Linked DNA regions of Mus musculus: region 2 is linked to region 1. A link is a contact called in public Hi-C data. All regions are on one chromosome and are shown on one strand. Each heading gives the region's core, a stretch centred on a gene start, on an enhancer-like site or on the middle of the called end of the contact. The rest is flanking DNA. Distances are from core to core; before and after follow the strand shown.

What was found. A called contact is a pair of places that touch in the nucleus more often than the background predicts.
Region 2: a contact with region 1 is called in a Hi-C map of liver, with 2.3 times the contacts expected there. The contact joins the enhancer-like site here to the promoter of Bphl in region 1. A contact is called at or near these places in 2 of 39 promoter capture datasets (liver and pre-B cells), 1 of 484 Hi-C or Micro-C datasets (liver) and 2 of 115 datasets of contacts at active chromatin or transcription factors (embryonic stem cells and pancreatic cancer cells).

The regions. Positions count from the first base shown.
Region 1 is chr13:34,035,049-34,039,946 of GRCm38.p6, reverse strand. Bphl (biphenyl hydrolase-like (serine hydrolase, breast epithelial mucin-associated antigen)) reads right to left here and starts at 2,306. Exons shown (of 7, transcript NM_026512.1): 1 at 2,178-2,306. The coding sequence starts at 2,284. It overlaps Ripk1 (receptor (TNFRSF)-interacting serine-threonine kinase 1), which reads right to left. Exons shown (of 11, transcript NM_001359997.1): 11 at 4,777-4,898.
Region 2 is chr13:34,278,906-34,283,803 of GRCm38.p6, reverse strand. All of the region lies in intron 3 of Slc22a23 (solute carrier family 22, member 23), which reads left to right. Among named protein-coding and RNA genes, the nearest start is that of Slc22a23, 64 kb to the left of the region's middle. Within about 2 kb of position 2,238, at least 9 of the 459 cell types and tissues checked have an H3K27ac peak or open chromatin away from gene starts, as enhancers often do. A contact at or near this core is called in liver, where this site is marked.

The sequences.
Region 1 (4,898 bases), core at 1,057-3,556:
GTCTTTTTATATATAGTGCTATTATTTATATATGTTAAGTTCCAAACCTGGACAAGTGGTTGAGGTGTCTATTTAACATATCAAAGTGGACCTGGCCTCTAGGTTCCCCCAGCATCCCTCATCCCTACCTGTTACAGGGTATAGTTGGCATTCCCTGCCCTCTACCCAGAACTCTCCAGCCTAGGGGCTAGGCTGTCATTTCCCCAGAGGCTCTTCCTTATATAATCCAGACATTTTTGGGTACCTGCCCCTTTTTGTACCTTTGGCCTCTTGGCTGCTGTAGTTGGTTCTCCTCTCCCCCTCCCTGGCCCTACCCCTCTGGACTTTCCCAGTTGTGTCTGCCTTTGGCTATGCTATCCTTATTTATCTATAATAAACTTTCTTCTCCATCATATCTAGGAGCGATCATGTCTTTTCCTGTCTTATTTCTTTTTCTTCATTCAATGTGCCAACTATGTCATTAATTGTACTTGTTAATTATTTATTTTTATTTTGTTTCACAATCATTGTTCCAAATACAAACACTGCAAGGTCAGGAATCTAGAGAGGTTGAGTAACTTGTCTACAGTCACACAGCTAAGAAGGGTCAATAATACAGTTATTTAGACTATGTGATCTCAAAAGCCCATGATTCTCTTTAATCTCCTGGCAAAAGTGGCATTCAGTCTCATTGCCAAGTCGGGGGGTGGAGGCAGCGATGAGGCGAAGGAATGGACCTGATTCTCTGGCCGGACCTCCTTAGGTTAACTCAGAAAATACTGTTTTCAGACTGTCAGATTTAGTAAATTATTAACATCAGAACGGACATACAACTCCCCACAGAAAAAATGACTTTTCAACAGATCACAGAGATCATGAAGTAAGGAAAGGGTCAAAGTTCCAAGTATCAGATTTACAAGAAACTCTGTGGTGCATAACTCAGCTACCTGCGGGCTGGACACTGGCTGTGAAGAGGTTTTCATGGGACTGTTGCGGCTGAGGCTGCAGCCTGGCTTCAGGATTAACCACCTGGAGCTGTTTCTCAGGTTACAGGCCGTTTGTATTTCTAAAACAATGCAGGGTGAGACTAAGGGAAACCTTAGCAGAGATCTTTTAGGAAGAGTGGTCTCCAGTGCAGCTAAGTGAATGAGACTCTCAACAGCCATTAAGTTGCCGATGAGCATGACATTAACACAACCTTAGTAGCCTCGTTCAAGCCCTTTTTGCAATCAGGAAACGGGATAACATGCCTCTTCACTAGCAATTTATACAACCAGAGTCACTGATATGTTTTCCAACGTGTATATTTAAAAAGTTGTTAAAGTCATATGAGAGAAGAAATCTGAATTGGATATAGACTAAGAGAGCTACACAATCATGCTACTAATGTTTAAAAACAAACAAACAAACAAACAAAAAAATGGGTCGCTTTTCCGTTCTTTCTACTTCCAGATTATATGCTCAAACGATTGGTTTCCACATCAGGTCTAATAAAGTTCCAAATGCTCGTTACTACTGTCAATGGCCCACCGATAGTAAACTGCACACGACCACTGCCTATGTCTGCATGTGTATAACATGGAGGGATGCGCACAACTTCAGCCTGCTCTATCCACATCTTCTGCTTACATTCTCTTGAGACCGTGCACCCATTTTCAAGACAGCAGGTCTCCATGAATGTTATTATTTTAGCAAAGGGCTGGAGTGTAGTGTAGAGGGAAATAGAAGTGAAGATTCGGTGTCCTGGCCATCACCACACACACACACACACACACACACACACTCGACTCTCTGGCAGGGGAACCTGGGACTTTGAATTTACACAGGTTCCCAAGCAGATTGTCTTGCACACTTAAGTTTAAAATTAGCAAGCAAAAGGACTCAGGAAACTTGGGCCCTGCCTGCCACTGAAGCAGGTTAGGCAGATTTCTGATTTGGCAGGAATAATTACTGTTCCCAGCAAATGGCTAAGAGGCCAGCAAGCCCCCCACCCCTTCCTTCCTCCCCAGTTCCTTCCCTGTGCACTGAGGAGGCTGGACCACCACCCAGCACGTAGAACCTAACCCCAGGCATCAAAGTGCTCGCACACCAGTTCTGCGGGATCTGGACGTGGGGTTTGAGCAAGGAAGGGCCGACAACGCCAGGCGTCCGTATCCCTCCCCGGCCAGTGGCCCTCGCTGCCCCGAGCACGCCATTACCCGAAGGTGGCTACGGGTTCGGCCTGGGGTACGCAGATCCGGGATTTCAGGGGCGAGAGGAGCAGCCGCAACCGCTGGGCCGCCGGGCGAACTGTTGCGGTCGCCATAGCTCCAGGTCGCACAAGCTCCATGGAACGCGCATGCGCCCGGCTGGATGCCACCCTTCAAGTGCTAAGCTCGAAGTCCCGCCCCTGGCCCGCTGTGCCTTGCTGGAGCTCGCTCTGCTCCTTGTCAGGCCTGCCCAGAAACAAAAACAGAGCGTGTCCTTCTAGTCCTAGCTCTCTCAGGGTGGACAGTTCAGTAGGCACTGCTCCTTGCTTGCAACTGCCAAGGAGTCCAAGGATATGGGTCGGCGGGGCCACCTGCTGTGCTGCCTTCACCTAAAGGGTATCTAAGCAGAGCCTCTGAGAGACAAGTGCACAGCAGACCATCCTGCCTCTGTTAAGGAAGGAAAGCTCAAGCTGGCCTAGAACTCTAGCTGATGTTGATCTTGAGCTCCTGATCCTCCTGACTCATGCTGGGACATCTGGCCTGCATCACTACACCTGACTATGTCCCACTTCCCACATTATCTAGCCCTGGTCCCTTGATGCTAAGCATAATGGTAGCAAGCCTTTAGGTTACTTAGAGCAACATTTATTATGCACGTCTTAAGAACTCATCATTTGTACATCTTGCTGTGTTAGCTTTATGCACCACTGTGACAAACATTTGAGAACAATGTAAAAGGGGGAAAGGTTCATGGTTTCAGAGCTCTAAGCTCAAGGTCATCCGGACCCATTTCTTTGGGCCCGAGGAAAGGCAGTGCATGGTGGGAGCGGAGGCACTTAAGTGTTAAGAGCACTTAACAGGCTGAGAGGGAGAAGAGAAAGAACTGGAAGAAACTGTTCAAAGGAAAAATTGTTCAAAGACATGCATGCTCCCAGTGACCTGCTTCTTGTAGTCAGGCCCCACCTCCTATATCTTCCAATAATACCAACAAACTATGAATCCATTAATAGATAACTCCATTGATTAAGTCAGAGTCCTCACGATCCAATTACCCAGCAATGACTAGTCCCAGTAATGGGGGGGGAGGGAGCTTTCAATACTTCATACCAAAAACTAGTCATTTTTGTGCCAGGTGCCTTAAAGTGTGTCACTATATTTTTAATTAGTATATGCTCCTTCTCCATCCATACTTCTTACCCCAGATTATAGACGAGGAAACAGTGGGAAGAGAAGTTAGAAAGGCTTGGCTCACAGAGCTGTGGAGGGGTATTCAGGTCGGCTTAGCTTCCTAATGCTATATGAAAACATCATACCTCTTACTACAATTACACTAGCTCTTAACTCTTTATAATCACTTATTTGTAAATGTCATTGAGTCTGTCCTCCATTTTAACCCCACCCCATTTTTTGAAGCGATAAAACCATGAAGGGAACCTTGATTTCTTCCCCTCTTCCCCTACCTCACCTTCTAAGGCCCTTTTTAAAAATATTGTCAGCAGTTATAAAACATTATCAGATTAAGTGGTTCAGTTTTAGCCACAATCTGGTTGTCAACCCTTTAGATATCTTTGTATACTGCTTATACCATAGAGAAGCCTAGGGTGAGGCTAGCCTTGGATGCTTGATCCTCCTGTGTCAGCCTCCCAAGTGCTGGGGATGCAGCAAAATACAGCAGAGGCAATTAAAGGAACACCCAGATATGTGGACAAGAGTTGACACACTACTGGAATTTTCACTGAATATAAACATGACATTTTGGAAAATGTGGTAACATAGAAGGTAGAAGATTCTGCCAAGGAAGTAAGTAGGCCCTACTTGTATAGAGAACTGACTTCCATCAGTTGGCCTCTGACCTCCACATTAAAGAAAAAAAAAGCACATGTGCACACAAAATAAATAAATAAATAGATAGATAGGATACTGAGTGGGTATGTTGTTCATTTATGAACCTTCATTAACTTAAAGTGAAATGGTTGAAAATATTTACCCTGTTAGAATAGGTTGCATCTTTTTGTAAACAACTCTTAAGAAAGCAAAGAAAAAAAATACATCAAGATAATGGTTAAGAGGTTTTTGAGGGGGCTGGTGAGATGGCTCAGCGGTTAAGTGCAATGACTGCTCTTCTGGAGGTCATTGAGTTCCAATTCCAGCAATCACGTGGTGGTTCACAACCATCTGGTCAGCTACAGTGTACTCATAGACATAAATAAATAGATCTAAAAAAACAAGTCTTTGAGGCAGGGCTCCTTTTCTCATTCTTTACAGTAACCACACAACTGATGAAAGACAGGACCACAAGCACAGCAAGTAGAAAACCTGTGCTTGGGAGCAACTGTCGAGTCTCCTCTCTTGTTTTCCGGCCTGGCTCCCCTTGCTTATCTGGTTTCTGGCCAGGTATAGTCGTGCCGTGTAGCTTGGACTGAAACCCTCAGAGGTAAGCACAGCTCTTTTCAGGGAGGCACTTAGAGCAGAGCTGAAAGGCCTCTGAGCCATGTGGAAGGACTGCCGTGGTGCTGGCCCCTTGGGGACAGAGTGTGCTGCATGGGAACACCTGTTCACCATCAGCATACCCTTCTGTTAGCAGCACAGGAGATGCCAACATGAGCAGTATAGTCACATAAATTTTATTCAGTACTCTGTATTTAAAGTACAAATATATATGTATATGCATATGTATACATTAAAGAAAGGTTATCTTATTAAAAACAGAACCAAACAGAACTCTGAGTT
Region 2 (4,898 bases), core at 989-3,488, 240 kb before region 1:
TATTAGGTATTTCGCTCATTTACATTTGCAATGCTATACCAAAAGTCCCCCATAGCCACCCACCCCTTCTCCCCTACCCACCCACTCCCCTTTTATGGCCCTGGCGTTCCCCTGTACTGGGGCATATAAAGTTTGCGTGTCCAATGGGCCTCTCTTTCCAGTGATGGCCGACTAGGCCATCTTTTGATGCATATGCAGCTAGAGTCAAGAGCTCCGGGGTACTGGTTAGTTCATAATGTTGTTCCACCTATAGGGTTGCAGATCCCTTTAGCTTCTTTGGTACTTTCTCTAGCTCCTTCATTGGGGGCCATGTGATCCATCCAATAGCCGACTGTGAGCATCCACTTCTATGTTTGCTAGGCCCAGGCATACTCTGACAAGAGACAGCTATATCAGGGTCCTTTCAGCATAATCTTGCTAGTGTATGCAATGGTGTCCGCATTTGGAAGCTGATTATGGGATGGATCCCCGGATATGGTAGTGTCTACATGGTCCATCCTTTTATCTCAACTCCAAACTTTGTCTCTGTAACTCCTTCCAAGGGTGTTTTGCTCCCACTTCTAAGGAGGGGCATAGTGTTCACACTTCAGTCTTCATTTTTCTTGAGTTTCATGTGTTTAGGAAATTGTATCTTATATCTTGGGTATCTTAGGTTTTGGGCTAATATCCACTTATCAGTGAGTACATATTGTGTGAGTTCCTTTGTGAATGTGTTACCTCACTCAGGATGATGCCCTCCAGGTCCATCCATTTGGCCAGGAATTTCATAAATTCATTCTTTTTAATAGCTGAGTAGTACTCCATTGTGTAGATGTACCACATCTTCTGTATCCATTCCTCTGTTGAGGGGCATCTGGGTTCCTTCCAGCTTCTGGCTATTATAAATAAGGCTGCTATGAACATAGTGGAGCATGTGTCCTTCTTACCAGTTGGGGCATCTTCTGGATATATGCCCAGGAGAGGTATTGCTGGATCCTCCGGTAGTACTATATCCAGTTTTCTGAGGAACCGCCAGACTGATCTCCAGAGTGGTTGTACAAGCCTGCAATCCCACCAACAATGGAGGAGTGTTCCTCTTTCTCCACATCCTCGCCAGCATCTGCTGTCACCTGAATTTTTGATCTTAGCCATTCTGACTGGTGTGAGGTGGAATCTCAGGGTTGTTTTGATTTGCATTTCCCTGATGATTAAGGATGTTGAGCATTTTTTCAGGTGGAAAGCATCATTCTTAAACAAGAAGCTAAGGGAGTTATCCAAGGGAACTCACTGCCATAGAGAATGTGTCCTTTCTATGCTATCCAGTCCTACAGCTACCAGGAACATGTGGTGCTTGAGATGTGGATAGACTGGCCAAGAGACCATGTGTGTTATTTTTATTTGTCTTAACTGAAGTAGCTAAAAACAGTTAGTGTCTCCCACACTAGACAGGAAAAGAACAGAATTAGAGACAATAGCTTCATCTCTGCCCTCCCATAGAAACAGTTGCCTCAACCGAAACTCCATGTCATGTCTTCACATCTCATTTTCACACTTCCTTCTGTCCAAGCAGGAAATAATACCCTGCCCTTGGGGGTCAGGCTCCTTCTGTGATGCAAACCTAGCTACTATGGTCATATGTTGGAAAGCTTCCTACTGAAGCTGCTCAGGAGTCCTACCTTTGCTGCTTTTACCTGTTGGCCAGGATTCAGTATCCTCTTTACACCAACAGCTCAGGAGGCTGGGGAACTATTTCACCAGCCATGAACTTTTAGAAGGGTCAAAGGATCCTGGGAGCCAGCTAGTAGTGTGTTTTGTCCTTCAGTGAGCATCTCTGTACATTCCAAGCACATTGTGGTATCCTGTGGGCTCATGCCCTATTGACTCACAGGATATCTTAGACAAAGGGGCTTCTTGCCTTGCTCTTATTCCTTTAGGCCAGTTGTACCCATTCCCTGTCTGTGTGAATGTTCCACCCCCATCTCTTCATGCCTGGTCATGTCTTGTAGTTGTGATCCCTGCTCACATGATCCCTGTGAAGCTTTCTCAGGCCACCTAATCAATATCTTGCAACTGATTTCTCTAGGTCCACCCTGCCTTTGTTTTCTTGCACGTTAGTGTCCCCATGCATTCCACCATACTAAAGTAAGCGCCCTAAAAGCAGGGATACTACCTGTTCTCTTCACTATATCTCTAGGACGAGATCTATTTGTGTAGATCGGGTGTGGAAAAACTAGTTGGATGAATCAATGACCTCATGGAACATGATGAAAGTCTGTACAGCAGGATTACGAAGTAGATGGACCTGTGTGGTTACAGGGTGTTGAAGGTGGGAGAGACCAGACCTCCAGCTTACTAACTCTCTATCCTGCCCTATTACCACATCATATTAGCACGGAAGAAACAGGACCACTGATTTTGTCACACTGACAGTTTTGAGCAGTGGAGGGAGTGGGCTGAGATTTCTCATGAAAGTTACTTGACCCAGATAGGTTTGAGCTAAATGCAAAACAGTTGGTTAGATTTCAATCTGGTTGCTCAACCCTCTTGCAACTATTGATATTGGTGGGAAGAAGTCTCAGTGAGGAGGTGGGAACATCTGTGTGCAAATCCCATTGTAGTGAGCACAGGAAGAGGAAACGGTGATAACCTCGCTTCCTTTGCCTTAACACTTTCGGTAGACTTCCACGTGGCAGAAAATTCTCATCAGGGTAGTTTGGATAAGTCTGAGAATCTGTCAGTGTGAAGAATATAATGATTCCTCCACATTCCTTCTATGTAGTTCAGAAACATCACTGAACAACAGGGCCAGAGTCCCTCAGCAGCATACCGTTTGCTCTGCTGGGTGGGCTTTAGGTAGGACTTTAGCTTTAGCCACTGACTCCTTAGCTTTCCTATGAGACAATGCCTTGGTGGTTAGGTGGCATGTCACCTAAGCTCCAGAAGCTGGAACTAATGTTTAGAAAGCAGAAGGAGAATCCAGAGCCTTTGATCGCCTCAGTCCTGATCTACTTATACAAACCAGGTTCAGAATGCTGTGCTGCCCAGATTTGGGGCTATAACACAGATGGAATATGACATGGAGCCAAAGTGGTTCATTGTGCATGATGTTATTGCTTACAATATCCTCAGGTGTGTACTAAGTACGCCTAAGAACTCTGGGTCCCCAGGGACACTAAGTGTAGTTCAGCCTTGGGCACTTCTCCTGGGACATTCTTGGCCTTACACACACTAGGTTAGTACTTGGACTTGATTAGAGTTCAGAGAGTCATAGTTTTTGTTTTTGTTTTTGTTTTTGTTTTTGTTTTTGTTTTCGGGTGTGCAGTGGTGACAGGATATTTCTCAATCTCTGTGTTCTTATGGGGAGGCTTCTTGTCTTTTCTAATCCAACCTGACATTTTCTATGATTTGAGACTTGTTTGGGATGGCTGAGTGAGTACATACTGGATTTTCAGGCAATGGTATCCTTTCTTCTTCAGACTCTGTCCCTTCTTGGTGTTACTGAATGTGAGGTTTGTGGTAGGCCCAGATGTTCAAGAGAGAGCCCCGTTCCTCTTTGCCTGGACCATGGCTCACAACTGGCTGCTGTTCTCCAGGAGTTAGCAGTTGCATGGTGGCATCTAGTAGTGCTATACTGGAGAGCCCTGCTTGCATCATCCAAAACAGAAACTTTTTCTGAAACATTGAAGCAGTGACACTACTGTCATACTTTTAGCCCATTCTTTGAGTGGTAGCATATTATTTGGAAAATGGGTTCAACTTTGCAAAGTTAGCAACTTGCTTCCCAAGTCCTCACTAGATCCAGCAAGACCACTTCTAGGATCAAGCATCACATAGCTGTTGTTTCCTTCCTGCTCTCTGTAGTCAGTGAATTCCCTTCTTTCTTTATCATTGAAGGGTCCCCAGAAATGATAATGTGGGTGCCAAGTGCATATTCTTGATTTCTTGTCCTCAAGAAGCTATAGCTCTCCTATACTCACACATTTTTTACTAAAAGGTTGGTAGGGATATTATGGAAAAATAAGGTTGGAAAAAAGCTGCAGAAGGTTAGAGAAGAGAGAGCTGTGAGTTTGTTTGTTTCACTGTTTGTGGCAGGTTCTCACTATGTAGCCCTGGCTGACTTGATATTCTTTAAGCAGACCTGGCTGACTTCGAATTCACAATGGTCTGCCTGCCTTTGCCTCCCAAATGCTGGGGTGTGCCACTGCACCTAGTGAGTTGGGTCATTCTAAAGGACTAGCTTGGTGAATTAAATGATATGTCAGAGGAAGTCTGAGCCCCGACACCCCTGGGGTACCCAGCCTTATTCTTCCTTGTAATGATCAACAGGTGAGGAGATGAGTGTTCATACCCCTCAAGTGCCTAGATACTGCCCTGATGAGAGGTTACCTGGGGTCAGAGATCAGGTCCCATTGCTCTTGCTTCCACTGGCAGACTGGGTGGCCCTTGGGCAGCTCCCAGGCCATCCAGTACTCACTTCTTCATCAGTAAAGGATTGTCAGAGGGGTCACTCGGCCTTCGAATTGTCCCCAACAGTGGTTACTATTACTGCTGCTGAGCAGTGGCTCAGAGCCCCCAGGCTGTGAGATGGCTGTGACCAGGCAGTGCCAGCCTCTGCAGCACTAAAGACAAGGCCGCCTTAGACCAAGTAGGAGCCTCCTGATGGCTGCTTTATGTGGGGAGTTCCTCCCCCACTCTACAAACAAGGGAAGTTGTTGAAGTGACAAAGAAGAAATGAGTTACTGGTGCCCACTTGACTGAATCCCTGGCTGTTGGCTCCGTAGATAGAATGTGTGAAACAGTGAGGCTTTCTTTGTCCTTCTCTCTTTCAATGCTGAGGTTTGTCTGCCTTCCTTTCAGTGCCTGTGTGGAGCATCAGTGGACCTACGCACCTCCTCTCCTGCCTCCCTCCCTTCCCTTTC